3 separate regions of the Mus musculus genome follow, and all the other regions are linked to region 2. The links are chromatin contacts, called in public promoter capture Hi-C maps. All regions are on one chromosome and are shown on one strand. The core of a region is the stretch at or near the end of the contact, and the rest is flanking DNA. Distances in the headings are between cores, read along the strand shown. Region 1 holds the start of Lsm14b (LSM family member 14B). Region 2 holds the start of Polr3k (polymerase (RNA) III (DNA directed) polypeptide K). Region 3 holds the start of Ogfr (opioid growth factor receptor).

Evidence for each region. Promoter capture Hi-C pulls out the DNA fragments that hold promoters and counts their contacts. Capture Hi-C pulls out chosen DNA fragments and counts their contacts.
Region 1: a promoter capture Hi-C map of pre-B cells shows a contact between it and region 2, with 2.6 times the contacts expected there. The contact joins the promoter of Lsm14b here to the promoter of Polr3k in region 2. A contact is called at or near these places in 1 of 39 promoter capture datasets (pre-B cells) and 1 of 9 other capture datasets (liver).
Region 3: a contact with region 2 is called in a promoter capture Hi-C map of adipose tissue, with 6 times the contacts expected there. The contact joins the promoter of Ogfr here to the promoter of Polr3k in region 2. A contact is called at or near these places in 2 of 39 promoter capture datasets (erythroid cells and liver), 1 of 484 Hi-C or Micro-C datasets (CD4 T cells), 1 of 115 datasets of contacts at active chromatin or transcription factors (large pre-B cells) and 1 of 9 other capture datasets (adipose tissue).

What each region holds. Positions count from the first base shown.
Region 1 is chr2:180,023,447-180,027,536 of GRCm38.p6, forward strand. Lsm14b (LSM family member 14B) reads left to right here and starts at 1,541. Exons shown (of 10, transcript NM_001372364.1): 1 at 1,541-1,866; 2 at 3,189-3,352. The coding sequence starts at 1,740.
Region 2 is chr2:181,862,448-181,866,667 of GRCm38.p6, forward strand. It overlaps Polr3k (polymerase (RNA) III (DNA directed) polypeptide K), which reads left to right and starts at 1,913. Exons shown (of 3, transcript NM_025901.3): 1 at 1,913-2,122; 2 at 3,499-3,586. The coding sequence starts at 2,012.
Region 3 is chr2:180,587,158-180,590,957 of GRCm38.p6, forward strand. Ogfr (opioid growth factor receptor) reads left to right here and starts at 2,250. Exons shown (of 7, transcript NM_031373.3): 1 at 2,250-2,464. The coding sequence starts at 2,324.

The DNA of each region.
Region 1 (4,090 bases), core at 291-2,790, 1.8 Mb before region 2:
GTGTGGAAAAGATGCATGGCGTTTGAGGCCCAGACTAACATCTCAAAGGACTCTTCAGGCTCACCAGCAATTCACCCACATACTATGCTTGTTTCTGCTTCTGTAAACTGGGGGAAGTCGTCCCACTATGGGTGTCTAGTGTGGTGGCTCATTCTCAAAATTTTGGCACATCAGAAGACTGAGGCAGGAGGTTAGAGACCAGTTTGGGCTGCACAGTCAGTTCCCCGCCAACCTGAGCTAAGAGTAAGACAGACCCCTGTCACAACTAAAACTAAAACTAAAAGAAAACAAAAAACAAAAAAACAAAACAAAAAACAGGCTCAGCAAGATGGCTCAGCGGGTAAATGCATTTGCTGCTAAGTGTGACCCCCTGAATACCCATTTCCGGGACCCATATGCTTCCAGGAAGCAGAGAACTCCTAACTGTCCTCTGGCCTCTACACATGTTGTGACATATGCACACACGGACACACATGCACATGCACCGAATAAGAAAATATTAAAATTTAAAATTGTTCACAACTATTCCCAGCATCCTCCGGCAGTGGTGGTAAGTTGATGTCACTACAGTAAGAAGTACGTTTTATGGCTCACATTTAAGAGAAATTGTTTCACAAAACAGTACTTGTTTTCACTATATGGGATGTTCCCTTATCTCCTCTTTCATTCTATTTCACGTTTATAAAATGCCAATCGCCACCAAATTTCTCATAGTAACTAATATTGGGCTCTAATCTGATGGTGGAGACTAACTGTAAATTAGCATGCGCTCATACATACAAAGTTACCCGCTATGCATGATGCGGAGTCAGCAACGCAAGAATGGGAAGCGATTTAGGGGGAAATCTCCCAATTTTATACTGCGGGCTGGGCTTTGGGCCGCAGTCTGAGGACGCGCGCACGCGGGCGGGAGTCACCCAAAACAGTCAGGGCTTATTTTAGGGATATCAGGCTTGGGAGCGCAGGGCTGCCCCGAGCTCCCCCTGCACTTTCTATTTCAGGGTCGCCCCCGCCGTGAGCGCTGCAGAACTGAGCAGCACCCGCCTGCCGGTTCCTTAGCCCCGGGGAGCAAGCGGGACTGAAGACGCACCTGGCCCGGCGCTGTCGGGGTCCAGCTCCAACAAACAAGAAAGGAAGACTGACAACTCCGCCCTATTAACACCTGGGCCAGAAGGGTGCCAGCGGCACGCGCGGAGGGAGGAGCCTGGCGCTCTTCCAGGTCCAGCCCCCGCCCCGCCCCCGAGTTTGCAAACAGTGGCCTCCCGCCTGCCCCGCGCACGCGCGCTTCGCCCCGCCCGCTCAGTCTCAGGCCCCGAAGCGGTGAGCGAGGCCCGCCGGGAACCGGCTGGGAAGACCCGGAGAGGCAGGTCCCCGGCCGGCAGCTTCCAAATGCGCAGGCGCGGCCCCGCCCACCGCCTGCGGCGCGGCCATATTTAAAGGGAGCCGGCAGCGAGGAGCCAATAGGCTGCGAGCGTACGGGGGCGGCGCGCGGTGGCGGGAGGCCCCGGATGTGGCTGCGGCGGCGCTCCTCCCCCGCTCCCTTCAGACTCGGGCTAAGCGCCTCGCTCTGCTCCCTCTCCGGTTCGCTCGTGGCCCGCAGGCCCCTAGGCGCGGCAGGAGGCGCCTCGGAGGCGGCGGCGCGGAGCTGCGCAGGAGTGGGAGGCCAGGCCACCGCGCGGCAGCGGAGCGGGCGGGGCCCGGCGCTGGTCCCCCGCGCCCTGCGCGCCCCGGCCGCCGCCATGAGCGGCTCGTCCGGCACCCCGTATCTGGGCAGCAAGATCAGCCTCATCTCCAAGGCGCAGATCCGCTATGAGGGCATCCTCTACACCATCGACACCGACAACTCCACCGTGGCGCTCGCCAAAGGTAGCGGCCCGCCGCCGCCGCGCGCCCAACTGACGCCCCAACAGCTCGCCGCCCCGCGCCTGCCCGCACAATGGTGTTCCCCGCTTCGGCGGGGGCTGTGGGAGGAGCGGACCAGGATCCTGCCGGTGTCGGGGGGTGGGGCGGCTTTGAAGCCGTGGACCTCCCCACCTGCGAGACGCCCTCGCGGGGCGAGACGCGCGCCGAGGCGGGGGGCCCGGGTCCGGCGCGCTCTCCTTGGAACCCCTTGGTAGCCACCGCCCGTCGAGTCGCGGTGCAGCCTCTCGCCGAGCTAGGGCGTCGGTTGAACTGCGGCTGTCCTGCTCTGAACTCTCCCGACCCTGTCCACTTGAGGGGTTGGTTTGATGAGAGAAGTCCAGAGTCGGTGCGCTAGTCGCGGCAGCGTGAGGGCCCAGAGCTTCTTTGTCTTCTTTCTCCGCGTTAAATGGGGCGCTTGTTTCCTTCGGCTCTCCAGAAGCGTGAGCGCCGCAGCCCGCCCGGGGTTAACGTGTTAGACCCTCGAGGGTGCAGATGGGAGGTTCGAGGCCAATCTGAAGCCAGCATGCTGCAGTCCTGGGCCATTCTCCTAAACCCTAGCCATACCTCCTATTTGAAGCGAGGCGCACAGACCCAGACTGGTGCTGCAGTGAAGGGCTCAGGGTTCCGGCTTTTTGTTCTCTTGAACTCTTCATGCTGCACTTGACGTGAGATCCCCTGTTGGAGAACCAGACCCAGAGTAGGCCCCTGTCCACAATAGGAGTTTGCTACTTAAAGCCTGCCACCAGATTCAGCTCAGCCCAGGAGTCTTGCCAAAGAGAGGTGTGCTAGCCTTCCTAGATCCATCCTGTCGAGGGTCCGTTGGGTCCAGGATTTCCTTATGAACATAGAAACTAATGTTGGGGGTCTGAGTTTGGAGATTTGTTCCCTTTGTTTCTGCAGCAACCATGGCCTGTTCTTTGTACCAGGGCTAGGGAGATTTCGTGCTTGCCTCAGAAAATCTCCTCAGCTGCAGCTTGTGATGAGGGCCTAAGGGTCCATCTGCAAAGTCAGATGTGAGAAAAGAGGTTCTACAAAGAGCTCTGCCCATCAGAGGGCTTTCACAGATTATCAGGGAACTTTGTGAAGCTTGGGATTCTACGGGAATTCTCATGTCAATTCCTGAACTACTGTCCCTTGTGGTCTTTGCCACATGGTGCTGTATAGGTATTGTCAGCGAGCTCGAGTAGCTGTTAGTTGTGAAGAGAGTGCTGTGTCAGAGGGCACTCTCTGTAGTCAGAAGCTTGGCCCAGGACAACAAGTTAACTGTCGTTTTCTCAACCCCTAAGTGAGGTCCTTTGGTACTGAAGACCGTCCCACAGACAGGCCTGCTCCCCCAAGAGAGGAAATTTATGAGTACATCATTTTCCGGGGAAGTGATATCAAGGATATTACTGTGTGCGAACCTCCAAAAGCTCAACATACACTCCCTCAGGATCCTGCTATTGTTCAGGTAAGTGTCGACGCTTCTGTGTGGCTGTGCCTTTACAAGAGAGGCTGGTTTCCCCTTGAAAGTTGGTGTCATCTGTTTGGAGCATTCAGCTTGAGGAATTGCCCTCTAGTGAACACTGGCCTGGTTTTCACCTAGACGGTTTCTGTTCCTAAGGGGTTAATTCATGCAGAGCATACACCTTACAGGGTTACATGCGCAGCATGGAGGGCCGCTAGGGAAAGAGACCTGTGGCTTGCTGTGCGTGAGGTACAGATGCTGCTGCTGGTGGCCTTGCCTGGGCCTGGCATGCCTAGAGCATAGCAGTCTAGCTTTGAGTGGCAGAGTATAAGTGGCGCATCGGGTGTTTTGAGGGTGACGGGGTTGGTTCTCTAATAGTTTTCTGTTCTGGTAATGCATTATTGTCGGACACTAAATTTGAAAGTCTTAAGCTAAGCCTGACTGCCTGGTAGGTTACACCCCAGGATTACAGGGGTGGGTACAAGGGCAATTAGATTATTATCTTTTGTAAGTTTAGACCTTCGTTGGCTTCTCCAGTTCAGACTGCCCTGGGTTCTAAGATGAAGCTATATTTAGAGAGGTAGGAGCAGGTAGGGTGCAGAGTTGGCACTTGAGAGAACCCAAGTCAGATTTCTGGAAAGCTTGGATAGGTATTCAAGGTCTCAAAACAGGGAAAGTAACGACCAGACTAGAGGAGGGGTGGGGGCAGGCCGTCCTCATGAGCATTCATCCCGGAGGCAG
Region 2 (4,220 bases), core at 663-3,162:
GTTAATCACAGCTGATTCTTCAGCTCCAGCTAACCAGAACCACAGAATAATCAAACTCCAAAATAGCAATGGCTCTGAAGAGTCTTTAATTTTCCCTCTGAAATTTCACAAGCCAGGCCTCCATCTTCTGCACTGTTCTCAACATTATCTTCCAAGCTCCTACACAACATCTGACAGAGCTCTTAACACTGAGTGAATCTTCTAGCCCAAAGTTCCAAAGTCCTTCCACAGTCCTCCCCAAAACATGGTCAGGCTGTCACAGGAATACCCCACTCTGCTGGTACCAATTTGCCTTAGTCAGGGTTTCTATTCCTGCACAAACATCATGACCAAGAAGCAAATTGGGGAGGAAAGGGTTTATTTGCCTTACATTTCCACACTGCCGTTCATCACCAAGGAAGTCAGGACTGGAACTCAAGCAGGTCAGGAAGCAGGAGCTGATGCAGAAGCCATGGAGGGATGCTCTTTACTGGCTTGCTTCCCCTGGCTTGCTCAGCCTGCTCTCTTATAGAACCAAGACTACCAGCCCAGAGATGGTCCCACCCACAAGGGGCCTTTCCCCCTTGATCACTAATTGAGAAAATGCCTTACAGTTGGATCTCATGGAGGCATTTCCCCAACTGAAGCTCCTTTTTCTGTGATAACTCCAGCTGTGTCAGGTTGACACAAAACTAGCCATAAATATTTGGCTTACATGTCAAGAGTCCATTGTTTAGGGGAGTCAATGCAGGAACTTGCTGCAGAAACAGAAGCCATTACCATGGTGGGATGCTGCTTACTGGTTTGCTCCTCATGATTTACTCAGATTCTCAGATTGCTTTTTTCTCTCTCTCCATTTTGTTCTTAGACTTACTTAAGTGTATGAGGGTTTTTGTTTGTTTGTTTTTTTTTTTTTTTGAATGCTTGTTCGTGCACCAAAGACGTGCTTGGTGCCTACGGAGGTCAGAAGAGGGCATTGGATTCTCAGGAACTGGAGGTTATGGACGTTTGTGAGCTACCATATTGGTGCTGGGAATTAAACCAGTGTTCACTATAAGAACAAGCAACAGCTGAACTATCTCTTCAGCCCCATCATTCTGCTTTCTTATATCACCCAGGACCACTGGCTTGGTGGTGACACCGCCCCCAATGGGCTAGACCCTCTCCTACCAATTTTAACTCAAGAAAATGCCCCCAGAGACTTATTTACTGGTCAATTTATGGTGACATTTTCACAATTGGGGTTCCTCTCCCTGGATATTTAGTTTGTGTATAGTTAAAGCAAACAGAAAACAACACACACATACATGTGCATGTTGCAGAATGACTGCAGAGGATTAAAGAGGCAAGGAGTTTCAAAGAAATCTGAGAAGCCAGAGCTGGGAAATATAAATGTCTATAGGAAATGAGATAAAAGAGTCAGCTGGACGTCTGTGAAAAGGAGCTGCTGGTATTTGTTACCTGCAGGGTTGAGTCTAGCTGTGTAAGTGAAAGGGCAGAATGAAACTAGGTGAAGAAATGGCCAGATGGAGGAATGGCAGGTCCAGATAGGATATCGTACGTCAGTCAGACAGCAGTTGAGACGTAGTATTAACAATGGGGACAGTGTTCCTGGGACATTTGGTTATTTTCTGTCCGTTCCGGATGAGAATATTGCGGAGCAGCATGATCCTCCTGTAACACGTCCATGGCTCGGAGTGCGGCAAGTGTCTCCTCATCACCCAGAACCTCTCACCTGGGTACTCTGGTGGTGCCAGCATTATCGGTCCAGTCCTCTTGGCGTTTCAGCTAGGGAGACGTGTGCACACGCGCAGAAACGACAGGGCTGGGCGTGCAGGCAGCATGCTATTGGCTGGATGGGAAAGGATTATCTGCGGTGACCAATGGAGTGTGCGAGGCTGCCCGCCGCAGTGCCTACTGGGAACGTCTTGAGGATCCCGGGTTGCCAGTTACGGAGCAAGTGAGACGGCTTTTGATTGGGCGCCTGCACCACGGAAGCGCCAGACAGAAGCGAGGTGTGGAAGCTGGCAGTATGCTGTTGTTCTGCCCGGGCTGCGGGAACGGACTCATTGTGGAGGAGGGGCAGCGTTGCCATCGCTTCGCCTGCAACACTTGCCCCTACGTCCATAATATCACCCGTAAGGTAAGTTCCACAGACGGGTGCCTTCTCTGCTTTCTGGGAGGCACAGCAAGCGTCGGCGCGCTCAGACCTTCCTGCAGGCTTTTGTGCTCTCGCTGCGGTGGTACCCCAAGTCCAGCAGTCGCTGCTCCAGTGGCGTCGCTCCGGCCACGTCGAAGCCCCCCCACCCCCCTCTAGCTCTCCGTTGCCCACTTTGTGATACTCCGAAAATTGTGAGAATTTTAGTTCATACCTTTTAAACCTACACTCCCCTCGTGCTGTCCTTGGCGTACCAGTCCGCGCCTCGCCTCTGATTTGAAATCCTTGGGTTCTTCTTGTGGCTCTTTTGCTCCCAGCCCCTGTCGTTATTCTAGAGAATCTTCACCATGTACGCAGTACTGTTAGGTCCTTCCTTTTGCCCGAGTCATTCTTACACAGGCACATATCACACTTATTCATTCTCCGCCTTACCCCCTACCCCCGTGTATGTGTGCATGTATGCGTCTCTGTTTCCCTCTTCCTTTCTCTCTCCCTCTCCTCTTTTAAAATAATGGCTACCTTATTTAGATTCCTGCCCTTCTGGCTGTTTGTGCATGTCTATAATTTTAGCACTTGGAGAGGCTGCGGCAGGAGAATAGGTTCAAGGCTCACCTGGGCTGCATAGCACATAGACACGCACACACACGCACGCACAGGCACAGGAAACAAACCAAACCCCAGCACTTTCAGTTTATCCACATTCCTTTTATATTTTTCACAGAATGCATTGCCTTCTAATATTTTATATCCTTGTTGCTATTTTGTGTGTGTGGTGCTTGTGTTGGAGCCCAGAAAGCTGTATTTCTAGCCCTTGGTGTTTTGTGTACCCTTCAACTCTTGTTTTGTTCCTCCTTACCTCAGTGACTGCAGGTGTGCACCACTGGGCCTTGGTGACATCTCATTCTTAATGTTTGCTCATTAGAGCTGTATGGTAGGAGTTTAGAGTCTGGATTTGTGGTAAGATGAGTTGTGACATAATTTCGAAATTAGAAGGATGCCTGATAAACTTAGGAAAGCAGCCAAAATGACCTGGGGAGTGCTGGTATACCCAGTTAAATGTCTGTCACTCCTGTTGGATTATTAGGTGTCTGAGGGGTATGAGAGAAGAGTGAGGTTTTACTAGGCTGATTTTTCTTCCTGCTCTGTCTGGTGTTTCCTTCTGTTTCTAGAGACCTTTGACATTGAACCTCTGTGCTGTTTTGGGGGACATCCCAGTCACAAGACCCCTACATTTCAGTGACTCACACTGCTCTTTGAAGAAGATAAATTTTGTAGAGGGAATGCTGGAGGGAGATTGTAGTTTGGTGGCCCACTTGTAAAACTGTACAATTACTTCAAATCTGATGTCTTGTTTCTATTAGGTAACAAACCGAAAGTATCCAAAGCTAAAAGAAGTGGACGACGTGCTTGGTGGAGCAGCTGCATGGGAGAATGTGGACTCTACTGCAGGTGAGGATTTTCCCATAACAGAGCTAGGGACTCAACCCTGCTTATTATTACTCGTTATTATATTTAATAATAATAAATTTATTATTATAATGTAACCCTGTCTGTTATTAGGGCCAGTGAGATGGCTCAGCAGGTAAAAGCACTTGTTGCCAAACCTGTTAGATTCTTGGAGCCCAGAGAGTAGAAGAGAGCTGACTGATGGAAACTTTTTTTTTGTGACTCTGTACCATCCACCACACACACACACACACACACACACACACACGTACGTACGTGTAAGTGTAAAAGAATTTAAGAAGATGTAAATAACAAAGTAATGACAAATAGCTAGTGTTTGTCACTAACTCTAAACAAGGTTTTACATTTTTGTTGCTGTTTGATTTTGTTTTTTGAGACATGGTTTCTCTGTGTAGTCTGGGTGTCCTGGAACTTGCTCTGTAGACTGTGCTGGCCTCAAATTCAGAGATCTACCTGTCTGCCTCCCGTATGTTGGTATTAAAAGCATATGCCACCACCACCTGGCTGTATTAAATGTTTTTTAAAGTAGATTCTTTCAAGTATTCTTTAAAGGAAAGTTACCATACGGATACCTGAACTGTTGTTTCATTTAGACTCTCAAGTCAGATATGGAAAA
Region 3 (3,800 bases), core at 1,000-3,499, 1.3 Mb before region 2:
AGGATGGCAGCCCTCTCTGGTCAGGCTCACTCTTCTAAACCCGTCTGAAAGAACAATCTAGGGGCATGAAAGCATGCAGGTGGGCCTGGTCAAGGCATTTGCCTTGAGTCTATTATTTTCCATTTGATCCCCAACAGCCCAGTGTCCCAATCTAAACTCAAACCTGCTGCCTTCCTGAGTTGTTCTGACCTTGTGGCTCACAGGCATGTCCCTATGTCCCTATGAGAGATGTCACTGACAGCTGGGTCTATGTATACTGCACTTAGCTCCAGGCAGCATGGCATACTGCCTCTTGCAAATATTACTGTCAGTCCACGGCACATCCATCTTTCAGCTTCCTAGGACAGTTGTGGGAGAGGGGGTGTCTACCCAAGGCACAACTCTGAGTTGTCCCAAGCACCCACTAACACCCCATGCACGGTTTCCCTATCTAATGGCATTTTAACCAGGTCCCAGCCTGAGCATGGTTGGTGTCGGAAGCAGAGGGGATGAGATCAGAGGCAGCCACAGAGTTTACATTTTTTTTTTAATTTAACAAGCATATATATTTGTATGGGTGCACATGTGGAGATCAGAGACAACGTTCATAAGTCAGTTCTTGCTTTATACTGTCTGGGTCCCAGGGACTGAGGGAGTCTCCACAGTGGCCCATCAGTCTTTGCTTTATACTGTCTGGGTCCCAGGCTGAGGGAGTCTCCACAGTGGCCCATCAGTCTTTGCTTTATACTGTCTGGGTCCCAGGGACTGAGGGAGTCTCCACAGTGGCCCATCAGTCTTTGCTTTATACTGTCTGGGTCCCAGGGACTGAGGGAGTCTCCACAGTGGCCCATCAGTCTTTGCTTTATACTGTCTGGGTCCCAGGGACTGAGGGAGTCTCCACAGTGGCCCATCAGTCTTTGCTTTATACTGTCTGGGTCCCAGGCTGAGGGAGTCTCCACAGTGGCCCACCAGTCTGATTTTGGTGGTTTCTGAGGTTCCAACTCAAGGAACTATGGAACTTTAACATACTGTAGTCTCTGTTACATACTGCATTGTTATAGTTATTGTTATACTCTATAAATATATAGAGACAATATGTTTTCACCTTGAGATTCCCAGAATGTTACAGGTTCGAATTTAGTAAAGAAGGCCACACTTGAAGGTCATAAACATATACATATAAGCCTGATTAACATTATTTGGAATATGGCTATATAAAAGGATTATTTTCTCTATGTAGGCAGTCTTAAAGCAAATTTTGTCAACTATCCTAGAATTGAGAACTCTCAACTGGTGAGAAACTTCAACCATGGTGGACTTAGGGTCCTTTACCCTGCTGCCCACCCATGTCTCCCTTACCTTCCATTGCTTTCTTGCTTCAAACAGTATGTTACATAACAAGGTCGAGCTCATGGCCACAGTCGGCAGTAGAGGCCACCTAACATCCAAAGGCTACCTAGCCACATGAGCCCAGGAAATCTGCAGTGGGCAGGAGTGGGACTGAACTCACAAAGCAGAGGGAGTGTGGAACTGGCTCAATTGGGAAAAAACAAAAACAAAAACAAAAACAAAAACAAAAGCCTTGATAACAGGAGAACCTGCGTTTGATTACCACCTAGAAGCTGCGCTTGGTGGTGTGTAACTGTAATTACGGTGCTGGGGAGGCAGAGACAGTAGTGTCCCAGGGATTTGCTGCTTAGCAACCTCAAGTAACCTATGCACTCCAGGTACCTAACCCTAACCCTAACCCTAACCCTGAATGAAAGTGTGAACAAGCTACTCAGGAAATACTCAATACCGACCTCTGGTGTCCTTGGGCAGCCAAACACACACAGATACACACACACACACACACACACACACACACACACACACACACACACACATACAAAGTGAGCTATACAGAGGGCAGCCAGGAAGATCTGCAGTTAGACAGGTCGACAAAGATTAGGAACCTGCACCCAGACGGCTGGCAGGAAGAGGCACTTCCCGTAGGACTGAAGAGAAACCTTCCTAGCATCCCTCTCTGGATAGTCTGCAGGGAAGTGAAATCTCAAGGGGGCGGACCTGGGGCTGAGTCCAAAGTGGTGCGTCTTCCCGGAGGGGATAGAGGCAGGAATCCCGGTGCACGCGCCTCCAGGGTTGTCCTTCTGGGCGGGGGGCGGGGGGCACTGCCTTCTCCAGGACACCGCTTCCCGCCTAGCTCCGAGCGTAGCAGCCCCTGCTGGGGGACTCCGCGCAAGGGCGGAAACTGAGCGGTGGGCGGGACCTGGCGCCGCCCCGCCCCCGCGCTTCCTCCTCTTTCACTTTCCTTTCCGCGGAAAGCGGGTCCAGCCTGTCGAGTATGGACGACCCGGAATGCGATTCCACCTGGGAGGACGAGAGCGAGGAGGACGGCGAGGATGGCCAGGCGGATGATACGACCGATGAGGACACGGGCGACGATGACGGCGACGCGGAGGAGGCACGGCCAAGCCTGTTCCAGGTGCGGTGCGGGAGGACCGGAGGGCGACAGGACAACGCCAGGCCGTGATCGCCGGGCCCAGGCCGCTGTCCCCTAGGGGGACGCCGGGCCCAGGCCTTGGCGGACCGAGCGCTGGTGACGTCAAGGAAGCGACTGATGGGGGTCGTCCGTGGGTGACGTCAGAGCGCGCCCCAGGGCCTCATCCTGCGTGGGTGGCCTTTCCTCAGGTTGCCCTCCCTCCACCCCACACTCAGCCCCTACCCCACTTCAGACAGCCTCCACTGGCTCAGAAGTGACCCCGGCCTAGGACGCCGGGAGCAGGGGTCTGTCTATCTGCCCTTAGCTCTGGTAACTTTTGTTGCCACCCGGAGCATGTTCCGTTATACTTTTGTATCAAGCCGCATGTAAACCTCAGTGGCGTTCTGTAAGACGCACTGGCCTGCTTATAGCTGTGATTCCGGGTGTGATGGAGAACCTAGAAAAACGAGAGTGAGGATTATGACCCCAAAATCCATTCTCCCCATCGCTTCGATCTCTAGTTGTCTGCTCTGTATGGGAAAGCAGCCCCGAATCTGGAGAAGCTCTCAGGCAGGCCAGAGCTAGCCTCTGCCTGACCACATTGGGATGAAGCTGAGGCTGGGTAGTCAGGTTTGTAGTGCAGGCTCAGGCCCCTCCTGTGGGTGGTAAGGCCTCCCAAAAGCTCTGATAGAACTGCTGTTTCTCCACAAAAGGTCTTAGATCCTACCTGAAACAGTAGTCACTTAAGAGCCTATCCCAGGCCTGGTGGCACAGTGTCTTTGTCACACTGGGCCAGGGAGAAGCAGGGGTTTACAAAGATGAGGCTTCATTCACCCATCCATCAGACCCATCCAGAGGCATCTAGGTTTTTTTCTTGAGGCTGTGGCTGGCAAAGTAGCTCCCCTTGGGGATACAGCCCAGTGACTATTCACAGAATCATAGGACGAGAAATACTACAGTACTCAGAGACTAGGGTTGGAGTGGGGGCACATAAAGATCTTGGACCAAAATGAGGTTGACCAGCAGACCAAGGAGGAGATGCAGCTGGGACTTAAAGACAGAAGAGCATTAGCCACACACCTGGGCAGCTTGCAGGCTAGATTAGGCCAAGGCTCCCTACAGAGGAAAATTGAGTACTGAGAGGTGCAGAGGTGGTTGTTGAGGCTATTCTAGTGCCACTGTTTGTGTTCAAAATGAAGGATGTTCTTCTAGGGTCCAGATCTGTCTTCTCAGAACCCTGGGTGGGGACCAGAAGAAAAAACAGAAGCACCCATTCCTCTTACATAGAGCTCAGTGATGGTTGGCCCAAACCGTGCTGCCTTCATCCTGGACACTTTCC